2 separate regions of the Mus musculus genome follow, and region 2 is linked to region 1. Evidence: chromatin contacts called from public HiChIP or PLAC-seq data. All regions are on one chromosome and are shown on one strand. The core of a region is the stretch at or near the end of the contact, and the rest is flanking DNA. Distances in the headings are between cores, read along the strand shown. Region 1 overlaps Shb (src homology 2 domain-containing transforming protein B). Region 2 overlaps Gm829 (predicted gene 829).

Region 1 (6,491 bases), core at 252-2,751:
AGGAGTCCTGCATGGATTCTTAGGGGCATGGTCTTCCTGAGCCCCAATTCCCTTTCTGGTCTCTGTGTTCCAATGGGGGTCTTAAATTTTACCTGCCCTTTGGGTGTAATGACCCCCCCCCCCAAAAAAAACCTGTTATGCTCTCCAAATGGATAGAAAAAAATGCTTACGGACATGTAGGAGCAGAACAATGTGTCTACGCACAATGGCGTACTCAGAGATGTTACCCTGGGCTTCAAAGATATCAGCAATTACATTTCAAGAGAGAATAATTCTTGTGAAGAACTAAAATTTAAATCAAGAGTTTTAAGGCTGTGCTGTTCGAATTACAGAGCCCATGGCAAGCTCGGCTCTGCAGCCAAGGGTCACTGCATCCCAGATCAGCTCTGTGATGGGGGAGAAGCGCTTACTCTGGCATGTGCAAGGGCCAGCATGCCACACAGAAAACAAACCCGAGTGAGGCCGAGGACTCACCTCAGCATGATGTAGGGCCCACAGATACCAGTCAGCTGGAAAAGGGCCTGGAGCTGCAGTGATGGGACATCCAGAAGGTGTCCAGGAAGCTTGCCTGGCCTGTCTGGGATGTTGAGCAGTCATATGGCTATGGATACCAGGTGTGACCATGATGTACCCTCCTCCCTTCACTGCAGTGCAGACCTTGCAGCGAAGTTGATGGACACCAAGTAACTTAGCTCTGTGAGGGGTCCACAGTCATGTCGGAGGGAGCAGAGGATTTGTAAGACAGAGAGGCCACTATAACTCTTAGGAGGCTGACATAATGGCTCCCATTACATCTCAAGGGGGTCTGGGCAAGGAACTCACAAGGTTAAGGGTTAACATGAGATTTCCACACTAGATTTCTGTGCTACCCAGTAGGCATCAAGGGTAGGAATGGCTCTTACAGCCCCAGGTGACAGGCCTAGTGCTCTCCCAGGATACTCTCCAGAGCAGCAGTGCTCCACATGAAGCCAGGCAGGGCAGCAGGGGCAGCAGGAGGGACTAAGCAGATGTCCTCTGTGCAGAGCCTCCACACCCCTGACCAATTCTGGTCAGAGAGCAGAGAGGCAGGCTGGAAGGCCAAACACAAAACTGTCCCAGGCACTGAGAATGGCCGGTTCCAACCACTGAAACCTCCCAGCCATGAAGACAGGGTGGTAATCCACCCCAAGAGGTTCAGTCAGGGTGGCCTTGAACTCACAGAGATCTGCTTGCCTTTGTCTTCCTAGTGGTGGGATCAAGGGTGTGTGCAAAAATACCCAGCCTAGGCAGGGTATTATCGCAGCAACGGAAATCAAACTAGAATACAAGGGAGGGTATTCAAATCTCCATGGGCAACAGATAGACACATCAGGCAAGGGTATGCACAGGGTGGCCGTGGCTGCTCATAACAAGATGGTTTTGCAGTGAGAAATAGCCTGTGGCTGCTATACCTTCACCTGCTTTGATACACTAGAGGAAATAGGTCAGAGAGGCAGCCAGCAGGGGCGCTGCAGATGCTCCCAGAGCTCTGTGCCTGTGTGCAGGGCCAGGTGGGTGGGCTCCAGGCAGAGCCTGCTCCTAGGTTCCTCAAGGCATGGTGAGGGAGCAAGGATGACATGGTGGCTCTGGGACAGCACCCTTCCTAGCGAGCTCTGACAGGCTCCTGCCAACTGGTTCCTTGTTGGCTCCATCTCCTTTGATAGGACATCTTGTGAGAGCAAAGTCACAATTGGGGTGTCTCTGGTGGGTGACCTGTCTAATGAGTCTTGTAAGGCCCGGGGAGGCAGGGTGCTGGGGCTGTCAGGGCACTTAGATCGCTCATTACCATCACAAAAAGCACCTCCTTGTCACGGGCCCCCATCAGCAAGCATGCCTGGTGTGTGCTGGCCTAATAACAGGCCCCACCTCACCTCCTAATCATGAGCTTTAATAAAACATCACTCAGCCCACAGCTGCCCGCCCGCCGCTGAGCTGGGGTGCGAGGCTTCACCTCTCGCTTTTAGACCTAATTGCTTGATGCATATTTCATGAAGAATCCCGGGTAATAGTTATGTTAAATCGTTTCTTTTCATGATGAAATGACTTAAAAACACTAGCATATAATATTTATGTGGGAAGAGGAAATAGCCCTACGGGACTAGCATAGAGAGAACGTCACAGGAGCCCGCACATGGGGAGTTTCTGCTTTGCCTTGACTGGAAAGGGAGATGCTTTCTTGAGTCAAATGTTTCACATCCTTCGGCTCCAGATCACCCATGGTCCCCAGCGGCAATTCAAATTCAGAACACTAGCATTTAAATCCCACCAGGCAGAGCTAAGCGGACATGACTAGTATCTAGTATCGTTTGCAGATAGGGAAACTGAGGCTCAGAAAACCATGCACCTTATTTCATGGGGAAAGATGGGGCCAGGATTTGGACCTTTCTCTCTCCCTCCAGGGACATAGCCTAGGCTGGCCCTCATATCTGCCGTGTAGCTAAGGATGACCTTGGGCTCCTGAACCTCCTCCCACCTCTCAAGTGTTGGTGTTAGGAGTCTGCACACCTATGTCTCTTGGACTCAGCAGCCTGAGTCCCTCCTCAGCCTTCATGCAGGCCTGCAGCTACCACTGCGACCTCATCTTCTCTGACCAGTCACCCAACTGAATGGATTTAGGCAGGTCTTAGAAATTGCCTTGAGCCAAGAGAGGGAACTCCCCTGCTCTGTGAGCCCAAGGCTGGTGACCCTATCTGCTCACCGCGATGCCTCCGTGCTCTGGGCTCCTAGCACCTGCCTAGCCTGTGTCCAGGGTACTCCGGGTTTGCCATCCTTTCCCACTGGCTGCCTAGAGCAGGGAATTGAGGTCCTCTGACTCCTCCCCGGCTGTAAGCTCTCAAGGGTAGGGAGGCTGGAGAGTGAGCCCAGACCAGCTCTTGTGGGGAGGAGGGACCTCTGAGAGGAACAATCCTGCAGGCTGGGTATAAAGACCCATGTCTTTCCAACCAGGAGCTTTTCTCCTCCTTCCTTGGAGTTCAGAATTCATGTGTGGGATCCCTGGGCTAGCCACTGCTCTTTGCATGGGCTCACATGCATGAACCACAAATATAAGAGCAGTGTATGCCCTGGTCTTCCTAAAAGGCTAAGCCTCAGTCAGGGTGCTCTTATGCTGGGGTCCCGGGGGCTGCATTTCTTCTTGTTAGGCCATTTTAAAACGTGATTTTGACCACGGAACCCAGATTCAGGGGCAGATTAGTGAAGGAACAAAAAGAATAAGGCTATGCATTTTAAATGAACTCAACAACCAAGGGAGGTGGAGGGCGCACAACAGAGCAAGAACAGTTTCAAGGCTGAGAGGACAGGCTCTATGGTCAGCATGCAGGACAGACAGGGACATTTGTGCTAACTGGATGGGGAGCCATCCTGCCTCTGAAAGCAGTCTATGACTCAGATCTCTGCCCCCCTCTCAGCTCTCCAGCAAGGGCTTGCTATGTGGCCCAGGCTGGCTTTGAACTCATGATCCTCCCTGCCTCTCAAAGTGCTTGGATCCTATGGGGGCAAACCCAAATATTCCCACCTACTCTGACTTTTAGGAGCATCCCACTAGGACTGCATCCTTTTAGGGGAACCTTCCTCACACCTGGGGACCAGGTGCTCCAGCAGTATCACCAGTAGGGCTCTATATACCCTCATAGCAACCTCCCTAGTCAGTTCAAGCTACCTGCCCAAGTGACACTGAAGGAGGGTGTCATCTCTCCTGTGACACCTTAGACTAACGTGGCCTCTGTGACAAGATAATCCGACAGCACTCAGTAGATGAGGCCTCAGGGTTTGGGAAGAGGAGGAGGGACAGCCTGATCACTTGAGATGCCTGGGAAGATCGTGACTGTTCTCTTGATTCATGACACACACAGGGGACTGGCAGTACACACAGATGCTCGCTGCACGGATGGGAAAAGCGAGTGTCGAAGTGAGGGAGAAGCAATTTGCTGGGTCACAGGGCAAGGACCCTGAGCTTCCCAAGTGCCATGAACTGAACAGCATTCTTCACTGTAGACTGTGCTCTCCAAATACGTAGCCAGGGACCCTAAGGGCCCCTTCTAGCAGAGATGTCCTAAGAGTCCAAAGAGGTGGGTGGACAGAACAGGTTGACGGAGCCACAGGGTGAACACCTGCACCTCCAAGGATAAGCTAAAGCCTGCCCATGTGGTTAACAATGTCTAAATGTAAGCCCTGCTGAGCCAAACAGCTTGATTCGTAGCCAAATAATTACACTTTCAGCAGACACCAGCAGGGACCAGGCTTATGGAGCGCCTAGTGTTCCTTAGGCTCTGAGTGACAGCCCAGGGCGAAGGCCTTCTGTGACTCACGATGCATCAACACAGTGCCATCTTCACGGAGACAGATAGGCCAGAGGACACAGAGTAAAAGGCTAGGTCTCACAGACCAAGATGAGACCACGAAGGGTGGTTTTCTTAGGGACAGAGCTTATATGAAGTGTTATCCTAGAAGCTATTAATGATAAGACTCGGGCAGGAGCAAGCCTCTCACCGGCTGAGACATGCACATAGTAATAATACGTCTTCGTGGTGTCTCCCCCTCCGCTCAATGTTTCCATGCATCCTGATTCAAGGGTGAATATGAAACCCGCAGGAGAACCGGTAGTGGTGGTGGCGGCAGTGGCTATGACTGTCCAAGTGCTGACCCAAGTCACAGACGTTGGTTCAGTCTCTGATCCTGCTGATACCACAAGACAGCCTCCCTCTGCCCCTGGCCTTCAAGGTCCCCTCTGCAAAAGGTGCAGATCCTTCCACTGGCATAACTTCAATTTTTTTCAAATCTTATTTTTAATGATGGTTCTTAAACACTTTACCCTCCTTGTAGCCCACTATCTACCAGAGGTAGTGGGAAAGAAAGGGTGGGGGGAGTAGACCTGTGTAGGATTACTGTGTAGTTTTTCTTTGGAGCAATTCCTGTCTATGTTATCTGGAAATCAGCAGTACACAGGTTAGCTCATCCTCTCGCAAACACTTCATAGATACACCAGCAGTCCAGTTCAGTAGAGCTGGGTTAGCCACAGCGGTGACACGACCTAACAGAGACAGCCAGGCCTCAGCCTCAGCTCGAGCAGCAGGAGGGACCAACAGGAACACCAGGAGAAGTTCTCAGCTGTGCCTCTCTCAGGGAAGCAAAGATCAGCGAAGACTCAAGATCCAAAAATGTTGCACAGCTAGCTGTACCGGCAAGCCAAGCTCTGTCTTTGTCACTCCACGAAGTCCTACTTCTACCCTCCACACATCACGTGTCCTCCATGTGCCTTGCCTCAGCATGTGCATCCTATCAGCCCGAGCCCTTGGAAGCTCCAACAAACTGCAGCACAAACTGCAGCACACTACCAGACGTTTTTGGGTGCGTTTCTATGTTGTTCCGGCAAATGCAGCTCAACTATGCAATGTGAGGTGGCCCAATACATGTGTTTCGTTAGCAAAGAATCTTTTATCTTGTGCCCTTTCACGTGCTTTCTTTAGCAGAACGTCCTCTCTCCTGTGTCTGCTTCAGCGAAACCTTCAAGTCTGCCTTAGCCTTTCACACCTTTGTCTACTTTAATGAAATGTCCCTTCACGTGCTTGTCCCAGCAAAACACCATCTAACCTATTTTTCAAAGAACCCTGAAGTTTCTACTTCACACAGATGTTCTCAGGCTAGAGAGAGACGCCACTGCATGGGATGGGCAGAGAAGAATGGGGACACCTCGGTCGAGTACCATCTCTGTGCCTCTCTGGGCTTGGGGAAACAGATGCAACCTAAGCCTGGGCCAAACAGAACAGACAGAATCCATCCAGTACAAAAGGACAGGTCTCTCCCAGCCTACGATGTCCTTAGGAGATCGAGGTTCTCGACTGGGCCCGTCACCCTACCTTCCCTGAGAAGGATCTGGCAATGTCTGGAGAGTCCAGGGCTTAGCATCTACTGAGGAGCCAAGGACGATTCTAAGTGGACGGCAACAGACAAAACAACCCCTCAGTCCAGAATGTTGATAGTGTCAGGGCAAAGCCACACTCCTTAGTCACCAGTTCAGGGATCACACCTAACTGCCTTCCCAGATATTTTCAGGCTAAACAAATGTGACTGTCTGGCTAAGGCAAGGCCATCTGGCTCCTTGGTAAAGGCTCAAGACACGACAGAGGACCTGCCAAACAGCTTGCTTCCCAAGGCTTCTAGGCCACTGTCAAGAACCAATCCTGGCACCTATCTCTATTTCCATAACCAAATTTAAGGAACTCTATGTCACAGGAGAGGGAACATTCCTGGGCCTGGGACCTACATAGGTGGGAGACATAGGATAGACACAGTCCAGACCCTAGGCCAGCTAGCCTGGGTCTGAGGCCCATGCTGCCCCTCTGAGGGCATAACACCTTTTATGTTCACTCTTACCTGAGCGAGGGGGTTCTCTTTACCTGTTGTAAAGGCTGTCCTGAGCTCCTGAGGTCTGATCTGGCAATAAAGGGCAGGCTCTCTTCTCCTGCAAACAAGGG
Region 2 (6,419 bases), core at 1,151-3,650, 260 kb after region 1:
GCAAAGCTGGAGGCTCTTGGGCCTTCCCTTTCCCTGTGAGTGTGAGTGTGTGCTGTGCGTGCAGTGTCAAGAGTGAGCATTTAATCTTGTATACACAGCGGAGCGAACCTGTAATGTAATATTAGTTCATTGTGCAAATTAGCAAAGTTTAATAACCACACAAGCCATCGGGAGTCCTGGTGTGACTCAGAATGACATCTGCATTAATGGTCTAATTAATAATGTATATGTTAATAAGAATCTCATTAAAGCCGGGGTACAATTATCAATGCAGGATGCAATTCCTTAGCATCTGCAGGCTGCTGCAGCGCATTGGTGATTGCAGTTGTTGGTGATAAATGACCCTTTCAGTCTCATTAATTGATTTAGAAGGTAGTGATTAGTGTAGAAACTCGAGTTCTTTAAAGTACAAAAATCACAAATTAGAAGGAATCGGGGCAGTTCATTGCAGGCAGCTGACATACCCAGTGGGTCTTAGACAGCGGATAGGTAAGCCAAGGCATGGTGTCCCCTCTCTGCACAAGCCTATGCATTCACCTGCTGCTTTTAGTGTCTATCAACAATGATTAATGTCTATGGAGAAAGCATTTTTAAATGCGAGCGCCACAGAATGAATTGGCTCTCTGGGTCACTTTTGTCTGCGGCTTGTTACTCAGGTTCCCCCATTCCCGTTTTAACCTGATTGACGTGATTCCCAGATGGATGTCATTTCACCACAGGGGAATGCTTTAGTGCAGCCTTTTGCTTATCTGACTCATCACAGTAGCTGCCACTGTGGTTTCTCTTTCGTGGTCTCCATTTCCGCCAAGTTCAACTTTCCTGGGCTCTATTGAGTAAATCAGAGCTGTGTCAAGAAGGTTTGACTCTTGAGTCAATTTTCAGTCAATGAAAATTTCCATCTTATGGCCTTTTAGCCCATGTTGATTGCATTTTATCTTGAAGGTTGCCAACAAACATCTTTATCAGAGGTTGGGCTTGTGACCTAGATCATATCTTTATTTCTAAGGTAATTTATGGATCTTGAGCAAAATTATGAGATAGAGTGGACATTAGAGGAGAGAGAGAAAAGAGGTGAAGGAGAAGGAAGGAGAATGGTGTATGCAGAGAGAAGGAGACACAGCGAGGCGGAGAGACAGACACCAAGAGCCTGTAGCAGGTCCCGCTTATTGCCTACTCTGTGTTTAACTTTTCATCCAATCCAAAATGTCTTGAATTGTCAGTGTAACACAGTGATACACACATGTAATCACAGCATTGAGAGGCAGGAAGTTTGTGAAATTGAGATTAGCATGGGCTATATAGCAGAATTTTGTCTAAAAACAACAACAACAACAACCCAACAAACAAGGGCTGGGAATGTAGTTCTGAGGTAGAGCATGTGTCTATTGTGTGCGAAGTCCCTGAAGCACTGAAGAGCACTTTCTTGATGGGGTGATCAGAGGCAGGGTCAAGAGCTCACTGCTCTGCTCACATAATACCATGGTCTCTGAGCTGCTACCCTGGGTTGAACCCTGTGCCATGGGGAATGATCATGGGAACCCAAGTGGCAGCCACAAAACCACAGAAGCCACAGCTGGTGTGGGAAGCCACTCAGATACATCTTCTGCATTCCCAACTCTTGGCACAGGATCCAGCCAAAGAATGACTCCCAATGAATCCATCCTTCATTAATGTGCGGATATGGAGAGTCCACTGTGGCCCAAGTGTTGAGTTAGGATTTAAGGGTTTAGCAGCGGGACACACTATGTGTGGGGGAAGAAGAAAGAGACTGGGAAGGGAGCAAGCTCATTGAGTTTATAAACTCAGCTCGGAAAGAAGATAGTCAGGAGTTTAGTAAGTGACTTGGAAGCAGTAGTGCTAAGTGACCTTCTGGAGGTGGACAGTGCATGGCATAAGGGACTTGGGTGCTGGTGGCAGGGCGGTGTTTGAATCTGTAGTTGTAACGGTCTCTTCCTTAGCTCTTGGGGTTGTGTGCTTGAAGCTGTCACTCACTCCCCTGCCTGCCTTTGTCCCTGTCTCAGACAGTAGGTTCGCAGAGACACTAAAGCCCTTGGCTGCTATACAGAACCTTATTGTCTTAGAGAAGGGATTGTGATGCCCTTTACTATCCAGACAAGGGAAGAAGCCTGCCGAAAAGTCAAAGCAGGGCAGGGCTGGTCTCTATCTGCTCCTCAGGCGCTGGGCCAGTCTATTTCCTTTTTCCAAGGCTCAAAAGGTCACCCCCAAAGCCTTTTGCAAAAGCTTTCTTTCTTTGCCCTGTCTTCCTTTAAGTCCCTTTCAGAGCCGCTGTCTGCTTTCCCCTTGATAAGAATTTCACAGCAATTCACACACCCTGAGGGGTGAACCATAGCAGGTTGCTGGAGCCAGCCTGTAATTATCCATCCTTCTGCTGAGGGGTGGGGGAAGCACTCACTCGCACTGGGATGGATGCTGATAGCTCTGCCACCTTTCAGTGTTGGCAGAGGCTGGCTCCATGGGGGCCCTGGTTGGGGAGGGCAGGGGGCACAGGGAGATGAGTCTCTAACAGGGAGCTAGAGGTGGGACTCCAGATAGCAGGGAGCAGAGAGACGTATGGCTGGCATCCAAGAACGGTCACACAGTGGAAGTGTTAGGGGCACGCAGGTGTTTCGTGTGGAGAAAGCGGCACAAGCCAAGGCACGGAGTGAACTCAGAGCAAGTGCTTTGGCTGCATAAGAAGGTGCATAATGGGAGGTGAAGCTGGATCCATCAGAAGCCCTAAGTGCCTTCCTTTTACCTTGGCCTTGGGCAGAGATTATAAACGAGCTTCCCTAGAACAGATGGAGACCTCCGATGAGCCTATTTGTCCCCGTAGTGCTTTTGTGTTATTTTTAGTGTGTTGAGTTAGTTGCCAAACTGGAAAATTGGAAGGTTTCACATACACACAGGAAGGAAGGAAGGAAGGAAGGAAGGAAGGAAGGAAGGAAGGAAGGAAGGAGGAAAAGAAAGGATTCCTGGCTGTCTGGAAGAAGCCGCAGAGCTGGCAGTCCTGGGCCTGGCAAACATGACTGGCATGTGTTTACAGATGGCATTGTGTGGGGGAGAGAGTCTGTGCTTAGTACGTCTTGAAAGAGTCTGTGTACTGCCTCCCCAAGTTAGAATCACAATAGAAGAATATTTAATAATATGGAAGATATTCTTTTTTAAAGATTTATTTTTATTATTTCCAATTATGTGTAGGTAGGTAGGTGTGTGTGTGTGTGTGTGTGTGTGTGTATCCTGTGTGCAGGTATGTATGTGAGTACAGGTGTCCGCAGAAGCCAGGTGTCTGGCCATCGGGTGTCCTGGAGTTGCAGTTATGGGCAACTGTGAGGACCCTGATGTGGGTGCCGGAAACCCAACTCCAGTCCTCTGAAAAAGCAGCAAGGATCTTAACCACTGAGCCATCTTTTCAGTCCCTGAGAAATTCCTGAAATAGGCAGTAACAGAATAGAATATTCACTGTGCAATGACGTTTAGCACGTCTGGTTGTCTCCGGTGTGACTTTTGTTCCTTTGCCTGTCTCCATTTTCATAAGGAGCACACACAGCATGAGGTCAGGTGGTCACATCCTGAGGCCCTGAGGTGAGCAGCTTCGCCCCACCCCCTGATCACTGGCACATCTTACTGCCTCCTGAGCTACAGGGACAGCGATCCTGGTTAGAATGATAAGCCTTTTGTCTTTGTAATAGACACTATCAATATAAGCTATTAAAATTCACCTTAGGTTAATCTTTAAAGTAAACCTGAACTGAACGATGGGTTTAAAGCCTTTCAAGGTTTCACAGGCACACACGGGCACTGTACTGTCTTCAGTTTGCTGGTTGTAGCCTGTTCTCCTCTGGGTTGTTGACCTTGCTACCTATTCTGCTGTTTCCTTCTTCCTGAGGACCTTCTGACCCTTATCTATACTGAATTTTGGTGGCGGGGCATCTTTGCATCTTCAGCCTCTCTGTCTTTGCCACCATGCCAGGATGAAATTCCTCCCACCTCTTTATCAAAGCCACTGAACAACATCACCTACTCTCTGTGGTCTTAGACTCAGCTCACTAAGTGATCTTGCTAACACTGCACTAGCCATTTCTCTGTGATCAGATACTCGAGCAAAAGCAACTTAAGGGAGAAGGGTTCACCTGGGCACACAGTTCGAGAGGATTACAGTCTACCATGATCGGGAACAAGCGTCTGCAGGAACAGCAAGCAGGGACTGAACAGGAATGGGGCTGTGCTGTAAGAGCTCAAGCCCCGCCCCCACAACCCACTTCCTGTAGCAAAGCTCCTCCTTTCACAGACTTCCAAAGTAGCTCCACTAATTTTGGACAAACCCTGGTGACTTAGGCAAGTTGGTTCCATCCAGATTATTTATAAACATCTAGTAAGGAGAGCATCATAGTCTGTAACTATCGTTCTTCTGGTGCTTGATAGCTTCTAAAGCACTTTTGTGTTCATTCATTGCCAACTGGTTCGGTCATAAAGGATATGACTAGCTCCTCACTTGACTCTGGGTATCTGGAGGTAAGGACAGGGCCTTTGTCTGATGATTTTATACATGAGCAGTCCAGTCAGACACATCAGTTAACTGGTAATAAACTAGGAAAAAAAACAAAACAAACAAAAAAAACCCCCAAAGAACAAGCAAAGGTAGGGTTTGATCCAGATACCTTGGATTCATGCCCTGGAATCTTCAAGATCCCTGTTGGCCATAGGCAACATCCTAATCCATCCATCTACATGTGCATCTGTAAAAGGGGTGTACAGCCTGGATTGGAGACTGAGTGAAGGACCCCTGTCACCATGCTGGAAACTCCACGTCAGGGACTAAGGGAGTAAGGGTTTTGGCTGTCACCTACTGTGTTTCTCTAGGGCAACTCTCCTAGAATGTTTTGGATCAATGAATTGACTTATCCAAGATCAGTTGGTAAGTTAAGGGTGGGACTAAGGCTAGAACTCAAGTCTTTTTTCTTTCTTTCTTTCTTTCTTTTCTATTCCTAGGCTATCCATTGCTGCATTGAAAGGAACCTGGACAAGTGGCTGGAAGCTGGTCTGACTTCTCTGCCAGAAGTTGCTTCCTCTCCTTTGCTGCTGGGCAGTCACGGAGGCTTCTTGCCCTGACTGCCACGTGCCAGCCACCACCTGTCCTCGCTTGAGTGAGGAGCAGGTGTAGCTCTCTTGGTTCTTCTCATTGGGCCTATGAGAGGATTAATTAGTTGGGGCTGGGGACTCTGGATTTGCTGTACAGTGGAGTGGGTATTGCGTCCCACTCGACCGGCAAGAAAGACGCAACAAACCGGAATCTTCCGCAGCAAAAGCTTTATTGCTTACTTCTTTAGGAAGACCCCGGAACCGGGAAAATGGCACCGCTTTTATAGCCCGCAGCGTGACATTTCAGCACCTGATATGGTGTGACAGCTCCTGATTCGTTGCTTGCCCATCACCCCACTATTACATCCCGAGAATGGGAGTGACTAGGAGTGAGTTCACTCTCGCACCTGCGTACAAGGCTTGTTTACTAGTTAGGCACAGCAGAGGCCAGCGCCATCTTATAATGGCGATTGCTCGCGGCACGGCTCTCCACAAGTGGGCAGCCAGCAACCTCTCCTGAGCTAGGGGAAGGGACAGTGCCCCTGGGTACACCCAGTCACTCCTGGACATTGGTCATTCAGAAGCCAAAGGCAGAGAGTTTGCTGGAAGTCAGGAACCCCAGTTTTGAATCTCCAGTTTTGTGACGCTGGGTCATTCCTTTATCTCATATGGACAAACATTTATCAAGAGCCCTCCATGTGCCAAAGAGACCTCAGTGATCAATGCCCACATTCCTGTTGTGGTGTAATGGGGATCATTCCTGCCCCAACACTATCACAGTGAGCAGCAGCAGGAGGGAAGGTACTTTCTAAGCTAAGGCTGGAACTGAGGTCCACCCAGGCCCACAGATCCATCGAAAGAGCTGGTTTTCTCCAGCAACCAGAACATCAAGGTCATGTCAAGAGGGAAGATGTTTAGAAGTAGGCCCTCCCTCCTCATAAGTGGGGACTCACCTGCATACACTGAGTCACTAGAGATGGGTAGGACATTGGAACAAAAACTAGCCTTAAAGTCCTGGCCACAGACTCCAGAGGTCATCCCACCAGCACGTATGTAGTGTGGATACAGGTAGATGTGGAGAGCATTTATGGGACTGTCCCCGTCTACTGGGTGACTGTCCACTGTCCAGTTAAGGGCTATAGAGATTTGGAGGTCAGGGAGCCTGGCCTGGGCTTGGAAGGCATCCTAAGGATATGACGGCTGAGCCAAAAGCTGATGTTTGAGGAGGTGGAAGAGGCAGAGAGAAGAGATTCCTGGAGGCAGGGGCTGGAGTCATGGTTCCCAGGAGAGGAGGATATAGTAGGCTGAGGGAGGCAGGGCAGGATTTCTACCAGAAGCAA

What was found. HiChIP or PLAC-seq counts read pairs in DNA pulled down with a chosen protein or histone mark.
Region 2: a contact with region 1 is called in an H3K4me3 HiChIP or PLAC-seq map of embryonic basal ganglia, with 2.6 times the contacts expected there. The contact joins two enhancer-like sites. A contact is called at or near these places in 1 of 39 promoter capture datasets (embryonic stem cells), 1 of 15 datasets of contacts at CTCF or cohesin (large pre-B cells), 3 of 484 Hi-C or Micro-C datasets (CD4 T cells, LSK cells and uterus) and 1 of 115 datasets of contacts at active chromatin or transcription factors (embryonic basal ganglia).

What each region holds. Positions count from the first base shown.
Region 1 is chr4:45,425,405-45,431,895 of GRCm38.p6, forward strand. The region is part of intron 5 of Shb (src homology 2 domain-containing transforming protein B); the gene reads right to left. Among named protein-coding and RNA genes, the nearest start is that of Gm46852, 19 kb to the left of the region's middle. Within about 2 kb of position 1,502, at least 22 of the 459 cell types and tissues checked have an H3K27ac peak or open chromatin away from gene starts, as enhancers often do. A contact at or near this core is called in embryonic basal ganglia, where this site is marked.
Region 2 is chr4:45,687,696-45,694,114 of GRCm38.p6, forward strand. The region is part of intron 1 of Gm829 (predicted gene 829); the gene reads left to right. Among named protein-coding and RNA genes, the nearest start is that of Gm829, 7.3 kb to the left of the region's middle. Within about 2 kb of position 2,401, at least 28 of the 459 cell types and tissues checked have an H3K27ac peak or open chromatin away from gene starts, as enhancers often do. A contact at or near this core is called in embryonic basal ganglia, where this site is marked.